Linked DNA regions of Mus musculus: all the other regions are linked to region 1. A link is a contact called in public ChIA-PET and HiChIP or PLAC-seq data. All regions are on one chromosome and are shown on one strand. The core of a region is the stretch at or near the end of the contact, and the rest is flanking DNA. Distances in the headings are between cores, read along the strand shown. Region 1 has its middle 37 kb from the start of 1700007L15Rik. Region 2 overlaps Heg1 (heart development protein with EGF-like domains 1). Region 3 overlaps Heg1 (heart development protein with EGF-like domains 1).

Evidence for each region. ChIA-PET counts read pairs in DNA pulled down with a chosen protein or histone mark. HiChIP or PLAC-seq counts read pairs in DNA pulled down with a chosen protein or histone mark.
Region 2: an H3K27ac HiChIP or PLAC-seq map of thymic regulatory T cells shows a contact between it and region 1, with 5 times the contacts expected there. The contact joins two enhancer-like sites. A contact is called at or near these places in 2 of 484 Hi-C or Micro-C datasets (the HPC-7 cell line and bone marrow-derived macrophages) and 4 of 115 datasets of contacts at active chromatin or transcription factors (T-cell acute lymphoblastic leukemia, embryonic basal ganglia, regulatory T cell precursor and 1 more).
Region 3: a contact with region 1 is called in an RNA polymerase II ChIA-PET map of memory CD8 T cells, with 133 read pairs. The contact joins two enhancer-like sites. A contact is called at or near these places in 2 of 484 Hi-C or Micro-C datasets (liver and regulatory T cells), 8 of 115 datasets of contacts at active chromatin or transcription factors (SST interneurons, embryonic basal ganglia, large pre-B cells and 5 more) and 1 of 9 other capture datasets (embryonic stem cells).

Annotation. Positions count from the first base shown.
Region 1 is chr16:33,341,986-33,344,892 of GRCm38.p6, reverse strand. No RefSeq gene overlaps it. Among named protein-coding and RNA genes, the nearest start is that of 1700007L15Rik, 37 kb to the left of the region's middle. Within about 2 kb of position 1,557, at least 104 of the 459 cell types and tissues checked have an H3K27ac peak or open chromatin away from gene starts, as enhancers often do. A contact at or near this core is called in T-cell acute lymphoblastic leukemia, memory CD8 T cells, regulatory T cells and 2 more, where this site is marked.
Region 2 is chr16:33,712,624-33,715,883 of GRCm38.p6, reverse strand. The region is part of intron 2 of Heg1 (heart development protein with EGF-like domains 1); the gene reads right to left. Among named protein-coding and RNA genes, the nearest start is that of Heg1, 30 kb to the right of the region's middle. Within about 2 kb of position 1,438, at least 131 of the 459 cell types and tissues checked have an H3K27ac peak or open chromatin away from gene starts, as enhancers often do. A contact at or near this core is called in T-cell acute lymphoblastic leukemia, regulatory T cell precursor and thymic regulatory T cells, where this site is marked.
Region 3 is chr16:33,768,117-33,771,349 of GRCm38.p6, reverse strand. Heg1 (heart development protein with EGF-like domains 1) reads right to left here. Exons shown (of 15, transcript NM_175256.5): 15 at 3,155-3,233. Among named protein-coding and RNA genes, the nearest start is that of Muc13, 25 kb to the left of the region's middle. Within about 2 kb of position 1,414, at least 105 of the 459 cell types and tissues checked have an H3K27ac peak or open chromatin away from gene starts, as enhancers often do. A contact at or near this core is called in memory CD8 T cells, regulatory T cells and thymic regulatory T cells, where this site is marked.

The DNA of each region.
Region 1 (2,907 bases), core at 308-2,807:
TTGAGTGCTTTAAAATCTTACAGAGAAACAAACAAACAAACAAACAAACAAACAATTCCAGTAAGTAGACAGTTACACACATGTTCACATTGACAATAATGACATTTCCTCTGCCCTGTTCTCTCCTTTCCAGAGGAGCTGCATCCCCGCCTCCCAGAAGGAGAGAGGCGGCAGGCTTTGTATGCTCTCAACCCGGGCTGCAGCCAATCTGCGTCATCCTCGCTGTGTAATTAGAGGCTGGAGGTGCCCACGTGTCTCATTTTTAGGATCCTGTGGGCTACATTTGGCCCAGATTGGGTTATACTTTAGGCACTTCACTGCGGATACGTCTGTGTCTTCTTCGCCACTCAGTGCTCCATGCCTCAGAAGATGCTTCAAAGGGCAAATGAATGCAGGCTGTGTGCAGAGTCCCATTCTCTGAGGACAGTGGGATGCAGAGGCCTCTGTCAGGAGCATTTTCTAAAGCAGGGAAGCAGAGAGACAATCCCCAGCCCTTGATGGCTCCCAGCCTCAGACTCCAGCTGCTGCGCTTACTAAAACTGGCCCTGTGCAAAAATCTGGTTTGTTTTACAAGTGGGCACTGGCCCTGCTCATACTGTCCCCTTTCCCCTCATCTAGAATAGAATTTGTCACCACCAACTGCTGTTCCTCCCCATCCCGGTTATGGTGGTCCCCCCACCCCAATACAGAATGCCCATTCCATTTGCATTTATTGTGTGTGTGCTGGTGCTGATCTTACACTTCACAACAGAACTAGATTCCCAACCTCAGTGTAATATCTGAGTGCAGTATCTCATGCAGAGCATGACTTCATCCACAGTAGCACTCGGGGGCCAGGTTCTCTTTATTCACAAAGTTCAGCCTTTCCTTTGGGGGCAGACAAGAGCCTACCTGACATCTTGTAGACCTAGGCTTGCTTGCTTTCAGGGACACAGGGGCTAGCTACCTACTACTGCTGTGTCTGCTATGAGGCTTTAGCAGCCTATAAAGGGCAATGACCCCTTAGAGTGTCTACCTTTCAGGAATGCACGATAGAAAACCAAAAACGTTAAGTTACGCGGAGAGGCAGGTGCAAGACTGATCACGTGGTATGGCCAGGGAAGGAAATGAGCTCATCTTTATCTTGAGACCACATCAATTCATTTCTAGGAGCCGCTCAACACAAACTCATTGCTGAAGTCTAATACTTCTAAGTCATTGCCCTGGCTAGTGGCTAGCGGCTAACAACCCTGCTGAGGTAGCTCCCTCACAGGTAAGGGTGTTAACAACAATGAGCCCTCAGCCCTTCTCCCCATAGTTCATAGCAAAGAAAAGTAGAGTATAAGTTAGTAGAGCAAGCAGCATATTTAGTGAACACCTCCTGGGAGCCTGGTCCCCTCTATTATTTCAAATATCTGAATTGAGGCTGAATTGAGTACTGGAGCCCAGTTGTAGAGCACTTGACTCTGCAGGTTTAATACCCAGAATGTGCATGTGCACACACAAACCTAACAGACCTGTAAATTGTTTGTTAAGAGACTTTGGACAGTTAAAGAATCTGCCTAGTTGGGCAGCTTGGAGTTGAGTTCAGATCAGTCTAATTCTGGGGTCAGAGGTCATCAGGGATCAGAGGTCACCTTGCTAACCCATAGAGGTTTCACACCACGCGATCATCCAGAAGAAAATAGACACTTAGGGGAAGACGGCTCAGCAGCATCTGGGAACCATCGTACTGGACCCAGCTCGCAGTCCAAAGGCAGAGCCCAGCAAACCCCAGAGCCCAGCAGGGCAGACACACAGTACAGTAAAGGGGGGCACGGGTGCCCTGGCTGACAGTTCAAAAAACAGATCCGGGCCTCCAGCAAAGGGTAGGAATAGAGCTGTTGTCCAAAGAGAACTGGTACAGGGGACAATGCAGCTGCCCCGTAATGTCCCGAAACTGAAGGAGGGGAGAGATGAGGAATCCAAGCATCCTTCTAGCCACTGAGGTAATGTCTGGGCCAGCCATGGCCAGAAACCGGGACCAGTGTCCTCAGGTGCAAACACCAAAAACAACAAAAGGGAATACTTCCCCTGGGGAGGGCAAAGGGGCAGGGGCTAGGAAGTGAGTGTGATCCAGGTGTATTATATGGAATTCCCAAATAATCAATAAAAATATTATGTTGGAAAAAAAAGAAAAAGAAACCCTTTCCCTGGACAAGCTCTGCTCTGAGAGCTGCAGATCCACTCACTCATTTATTTACAACAGTGCTTTGAGATGAATTCTCTTTGTTGGGTCTCGGATGTGGACAAGAGGCTGAGGTGCATACTTTACATACCAAAGCAGACCTGGCCTCTAGGGTCTCCCAGCATCCCTCAGTCCCTACCTGGCATTCCACACCCTCTACCTTAACCTTCCCAGCCCAGGGTCTGGGCTGTCCTTCCCCCAGAGGCTCTTCCATATATTTTCCAGATATCATTCATTTTGTTCTCTCTCTCTCTCTCTCCCCCCCCCATCCCTCTCTCCCCTTCCCCTTCCTCCTCCTCCTCTGCATGCTCTCTTTCTCAGCTCCCTCCCTCCCTATGGCAACTTCCCTGAATGGCACATTCTTTGGGCCAGTGAACGCCCCTAACCGAGAGCCATTTCCCAATAAACCTGACTTTATATATATATTAATCTGGCTTGGTTTGGCTCATTTTTACCCACAGAGAAAGAAATTATCATCCTTTTTAAGAGTATAATATTTGTATTAATTCTTTGAGAATGATATACAATGTATTTTGGTCATATTTACCCAATTCATCTTATTGACCCTCCCCTCCCCCAGATCTAACCCAATCTCCCTATTTCCCCCAATTCCATATGAGAGAATTACTCTCATACTCCTATTTGTTAATGAGGAAATTGGTGCAGAAGAGCTAAATAATCCAGGCCCCACAGTGAATAAG
Region 2 (3,260 bases), core at 189-2,688, 370 kb before region 1:
CCTTGGGAGGTTGAGGCAGGAAGATCAGGAGCTGGAAGTCAGTTTGGTCTACACAGCAAGTTCCAGGCCCACCTCAACTACAGCGTAAGACCCTGCCCCCAACAAAACAAAACAGCGGTCCTCAAGTAAGCAGTGGCAAAGCCCCAGGCCTTGTGCTATTTGCCCGATTGACAATTCTCATTTAATCCTCACGGTAAAGCAACACAATGTGTGTGAACACTTCTGCAAAGCAGTGCCTCTAGAAAAAAAGGCAATGCTTGAGCCAGGCAGTGGTGGCACACGCCTTTAGTCCTAGCACTTGGGAGGCAGAAGCAGGAGGATCTCTGTGAGTTCAAGGTCAGCCTGGTCTACACAGAGAAACCCTGTCTTGAGAAAGGGGTTGAAGGATGCTTGCTTAGCTTGTCCACAGGCACTGCCTAGGATCCTACACGGGCACCTGCGGCACTAACTAAGAACCCACAGGCTGGCGTTAGGAAAATGAGAAACCTTCAGACTTTGAGCCTCAGCAAAAGCAAAAATAAATAGAAAATTAAAAAGAAGGAAGGAAGGAAGGATGAATGAATCTGGCAAGATGACTCAGCAGTAAAGGCCCTTGCTACCAACCTTGACAGGAGTTCGGTCCTGTGTGCCATGGGTGGCAGGAGAAGAACTGAGTTCTTCAGTTTTTCTTTGGCTCCCATACACTGTGGCAAATGCACTCCCCTCCGCTAATAAACATTTTAAAATAAAATTTAAAAAAATTGGAATGCCATCTCCCACTGGGACAAGGCCTGAGCTAAGTTCCTAGTGTTTGTAACAGGCCACAGAGGGAACGACTGCTCACCTGGTGTGAGCACGCGTCACTTTCTGTCACACTGCTCAACCTTGACGGCTATCCAGAACCTCTCAGAAGTAAAGCAGAGGCAGCGGGTATTACAACAAGGCAGACTACATCCAAAGTCCTTCACGTCGTTTCTGTCCTCTCCCTTCACAAAAGTGACATCACCACAAAGCCATTTACCTGGACTGCAACAGCTCAACTGCCCACAGGAAAGACTCCCATAAGTCAAGACCCATTATTCCGCCCCAGCTCTTAGCGAGTCTACAAAATGTCACCTTCAAAGGACATTAGCACGACTCTCACAAAACCAGCAATTGAAAGTAGTTTCTATTATGATCTTCAGCAATCCCTTACATAAATAAATATTCCTCTTGGAAGAACTGCCCGCCCACTGCCTATGGGCTAAACGGTATGCTGACTGTCCGACAACAATCCCACGCTCCACCCAGCTTCCCTTTGTGCCCCCATTTCCAGGAAGCTCACACTAAATTTAGTGCGGAATTGTAGTCACTCTCACACAATTCAACATACACATTTGTGCCTTCAGAACAGAGCTTCCTCCCCGCCCTCCTCACCGGGGCGGGGCCACTTGTTGCTTTGTTTATAGCCCCGCCCCCACACCAGGACCAACAGTCAAAGAGACCACGGAAAGTCTAGAGAGGCAGCGAGGCAGGAGAGGGTGGAGAGCAACGCCCCCTGGCTCATCGTCCTGGGCGTGCTTAGGTGCTGTAAGATAGATTCTGTTCAGAAACAGATTAACTCCTGGCTACCCAGGATGTGGAAGGTGCTGTACTGATCAGTCTGTTCTGCTCTGTGTTCTGTTGCCGTAATAAAATACTGACCAAGAGCAACTCGGGAAATAAAGAACGTTTATCTTATTTTATTGTAAAGTTCTAGGTAAAAGCTTATCATTGAAGTAGACCCATGGAGGGGGCGCTACTTACTGGCTTGCTCAACCTGATTTCTTTTCCTTTTTTCTTTTAAAGATGAATTTATTTATTTTACGTATATAAGTACATTGTAGCCGTCTTCAGACACAAAGGAAGAGGGCATCGGATCCCCTTACAGATGGTTGTGAGCCACCATGTGGCTGCTGGGAATTGAACCCAGAACCTCTGGAAGAGCAGTCAGTGTTTTTTAACCACTGAGATAACTCTCTAGCCCCTCAGCCTGCTTTCTTACAGAACCAGGACCCACACAAACAAAACAAATCAGAACAAAAACCACACACACAAACACACCCACACACAAACACACAGATTTGCCCCACAGGACAATCAGATGGAGATATTTTCTCAATTGAGGGATCCTCTTCCCAGTTTGTGTCAAGTTGGCAAAAACACACTCAGCTCCACACACCGTGCTCCTAGGTGGCAGTAAAGGAGGCCCAGACGACACAGACTGAGTATGTATGGATCATCAAATGCTGCCACCTTTCAGATCAAAAGAACCTCCCACCATGCCCTTGGTTTATCGTCCGTAGGCACATCTCCTGAGGGACATTATAGACCTGACTGGTTTAAGCGTTGGGCTTTTCTCTAGGTCACACTGCTAGAAAAATCACGAACTCTTCCCCTGAACAAGGACCCCATTGCTTGTCCTCATTCACTGAGCAGGCTGGTACGGCAGGTTGACTCCAAGTCTGCTGTGGCGGGTCCTGCTGGTCCTCCTTAGGCCTACATCCCCAAAGCTCCCGTGTCAGTCACGGACTCAGAAAGGGTTAGTAGAATCTCATGAAGTCCATTCAGTAGGAGAGGTTTATCGAGCTTTCTGGGTAGGCTAGAAGGTGCCAGGCTAACTTTAAACACAGGGCAGAGGCTTGTTTCCACAGAGGTTTGTTTCCTCATTGGCCTCAGGCGCTCTCTGGGGTATGCTCTCTGACTAAAGTCCTCTGTAGTGAACATTTTAGAGGGCAGTCTGACATCACCTACAGCAGAATACCCAGGTCACCAAGGAAGACAAATTCTTAGTAAGACTCAAGGACAATGAAAGTCAGCAAAACTGCAAACATTAAACATGGAAGGTTCTAGAACAGCAGTTCTCAACCTGTGGGTCTCAACCCCTTTGGTGGTCAAACAATCCTTTTACAGGGGACACCTAAGACCATCAGAAAACCAGACATTTACATTACAATTCATAGCAGTAGAAAGATTACAGTTATGAAGTACAATGAAATAATTTTATGGTTGGGAATCACCACAACATGAAGAACTGTATTAAAGGGTTGCAGCAGTAGGAAGGTTGAGAACCACTGCCTTAGAAGGACAACTACCCAATGAATGAGGGTCAGAGGCAGGCTGAGTGGCTCACATCTCTAATCTCAGCACTTGAGAGATAAGCAGTTGAGTTCAAGGCCAGTCTAGTCTACACAGTGAGTTCCTGGACAGTCAGGACTATACAGTAAGATCCTGTCTTTTTTTTTTTTTTTAAAGGAAGAATG
Region 3 (3,233 bases), core at 165-2,664, 430 kb before region 1:
CATTAAAGGTATACAGAACAAGATCCAGGACAAACAGAACGGAGTTTGTACTGCAGCCTCATCCCCGTTTACCTGTAACACCAGCAACACACATGCATCACAGCAACTCATGGCAAACTGTCCTTTTCTCTGTAGAGCAGGCCTAGGTAATGCCCAGAGTTAAGGGAGTCGGTTCAGTTCCCCTGACAAACTGGCTCCGCCCCATCACTATTTTTTACCCTGTTGAGGAACACACATTCCTCAACAATTCAGAACAAGGATATTGAGCCCATCATTTAAAATTATATAGCAGAATCTACCAGGCAGCCCCACTGGAAAAATGTTTTCTTTGAAGATGCCCATGTGACAGAGGCAGGCCAGGACCTGCCTCCTTTCAGACCTAAATGGTCCCCCTTTGGTTTCACAGGCTACTGTGCAGGCTAAAGTTTGCAACAGACATAAAGGGGTGTGACCTTGTGGAGACACCAAAGTACAATGAATTGATTGACATTCAATACTTTAATGTTCCTATTATCTTAACCTGTTATTTTAAAAAGAGTTTAAAGTGATTATTTTAACTTCAATGTTCCTATTGTGTTTTCTTCTTTGGGGATTTGAGAAAGGAAAAGAAAAGAAGAGAAAAGAAAAAAAGAAAAGAAAAGAAAAGAAAAGAACACATATTCCCAAAGGCAAGCTACAGAACCATTTCCGTAACCAAACATGCTGGAACAAGACTAGAACCTTGAACTGATACTGTCAAGAAGATATGAGAGGGCTGGGGGTGTGCAGATCCACAGGGCGGCACTTGTCTGGTATGCGCAAGGCCCTGGGGTCCACTCCTGACTCTACCCTCCCATAGAAGCAGAAGAAGAAAAAGAGCTTTCAGGGAAATAAACATTTCTATCTGCTGTAATGGACTGTTTTAAATAAAATATCAAAATGCAAAACCTTGTATTGTCCTTCTACCCAAAGAATTGCTTTGGTCTCAAAAGAAAAATGAACATAAATTTAGAAATATGGGTAAAGCCCCTAGTTTTGAGTGTGTTATGAAACACTAAGCCAAGAGCAACTTGGCTGTACAGCTTTACTGCTTTGGGCAAAGCCCCATAGTTATAGAGACCCATACAGGTCACTACTAGGCAAAGTGGCTTAAGGAGGCACCCAAAGGCCACACACCGGGGTGATGCTACCGTGCCCACTCTGGAACTTCACACCTGAATAGACAGCATCTTGGTAGACTTTCCTCCAGTCTCTTTCCAACAACACTGCTCTCCTCTACGGGCTGTCTTTTACGACTTCCTCTTTTAGACCACAATAGTCTAATAGTCAGCTCAGTCTTTGACCTCAAATACCACCAGGCAGCTTGACTGCTCTAACCGTACAGTAGTTCTGGTTCAACATGACTTAAGACGCTTCTAGAAGCAACCTCCCCAGTTAAGAAGATCACTCAGCACCTCAGACACTCAACTCCACCCCCAGCCCACATAGGTTCACACTTCTACTACGTGGGAGTCTGAGAATAAGGCAGGCAGCCCTCACAGGGTTGCCTCAGCCTGGCTGTTCATGTCAAAAACCCACCTAGACCACCCCCTTTCACTTCTGAGGGCCCAAGCCACGTACCAATATGCCTCTTGCCAACCACAAACCTGCCAGTATTTCCCTTTTTTTAAGACAGGGTGTCCTGTTCTTCAGGAAGGCCTTGAACTCCTGATCCTCCTGCCTCAACCTTCTGAGGGCTGGGGTTCTAAGAGTGTACCACTCTGCCCTGCTTATGTGGTTCCGAGGCTAAACCCCAGGGCGTTATACATGCTAAGCAGGCAGTTTGCCACAGAAACTACATTCCCATGCTTCTCCTCTGAGTGCTCAGCACTGGCTAACCCACATGCTGTAAGGCCAGATACCTACCTTACATGCATAGAGCCAGGCCCATGGTGGGAACACATGATGCTATTTCTCCTCCTAAGAAATAGGCCCCAGTAGTCATGAGCTGGCTCATGAAGTGAAAAAAAGAAAACAAACAACAAAAAAAAAAAAAACAACAAAACCAAAAAACCTTGGAGTTTTAGAGAGCTCAGGCTGGAACTAGGAAGACCCTCCTTTTTAACCCTGTTCCTGATGCCCCCAGGATAAACAAGTTCTACCTGGCCTGGATCTTCTCCATTTCATTATCTCCTAGGCAGTGTGGCTTTTCCCTTCTGCCTACTTCCCTTGTCATGGGAGCCCAATTCAGGACTGTGACACTTTTATGCACACAAATTATCCATTCTGAGCACTTCTGTCTAGCAAAGACTCTGCGTGTCCAGGCATGGGCTCAGCCTGTCTGTTCTGCTCATGGGTTGCTGGTGTCCTCTTGGGGCTCCTTCTGGATGTAACCCCAAGTAGGAGAGCACCCACACCCCCTTCATCCCAATGGTGGGCAGAGGCCTTTCTACCGAAAGCTTCTCCCCTACCTACAAATGGTAGACCCACTGTGAATGCACCCTTGTTTGGGGGCTCTCCTGGTGTTTTTCACAGTAATAAAAGAACAAAATGAAAACTTTCACTCCGTTCTATTTGGGCCAAACTTGTGAGTCAACAAGCAATTTTGGAACTCACAGGACACTTTTCTGGATGTTGGAATTCTTCCCAGGAACAGAGTACTTCATTCTGTGGGGCTTGAGGCTCCTGGCCCTGTACTCTTGACTCACCAGCTGGGAGTCTGCCCCCTTCACAGGTGTTCACCACCTGGGAGTTTGCCCCCTACACAGGTGTTCACCAGCTGTGCTGCCAGCTGAAGACATTAGAAGTGTCTGGGAACAGCCACCACACTGGCTCTTCCCATAGCAATGAGGCCTGGAACAAGCAGGAATACTGCCAGAAGGGCTAGAACCTGGCTACCTCGAAAGGGATCTGGGCTCAGGCAAGCAGAGCACAGGGGCTCACAATGACACAAGGAACCATTGGTTCCACACAGAGACACAAACAAGACCCATGGCTTCTAGATGGCGATGCTTTGCAACTTTGTTAGCATCAACCAAGAGCAACAGAATCCTCTCTGTACTATGAATGTAACATGGTTAAAATCCTCTGTACCTGACTAAACGGTCCTGCTGTAGGAGGTAAGAGTGAGTGGTGACAGTCCATCGGTGACACATGTCACCAGACCATGGGGCATAGGGCACACTTAAAAGATGGGGACCTTCATAAATTTTAGAGGAATCAGAGAACATCAAAGAAACACATACAGAACCATTTCTAACAGCTGTCCCATTTCC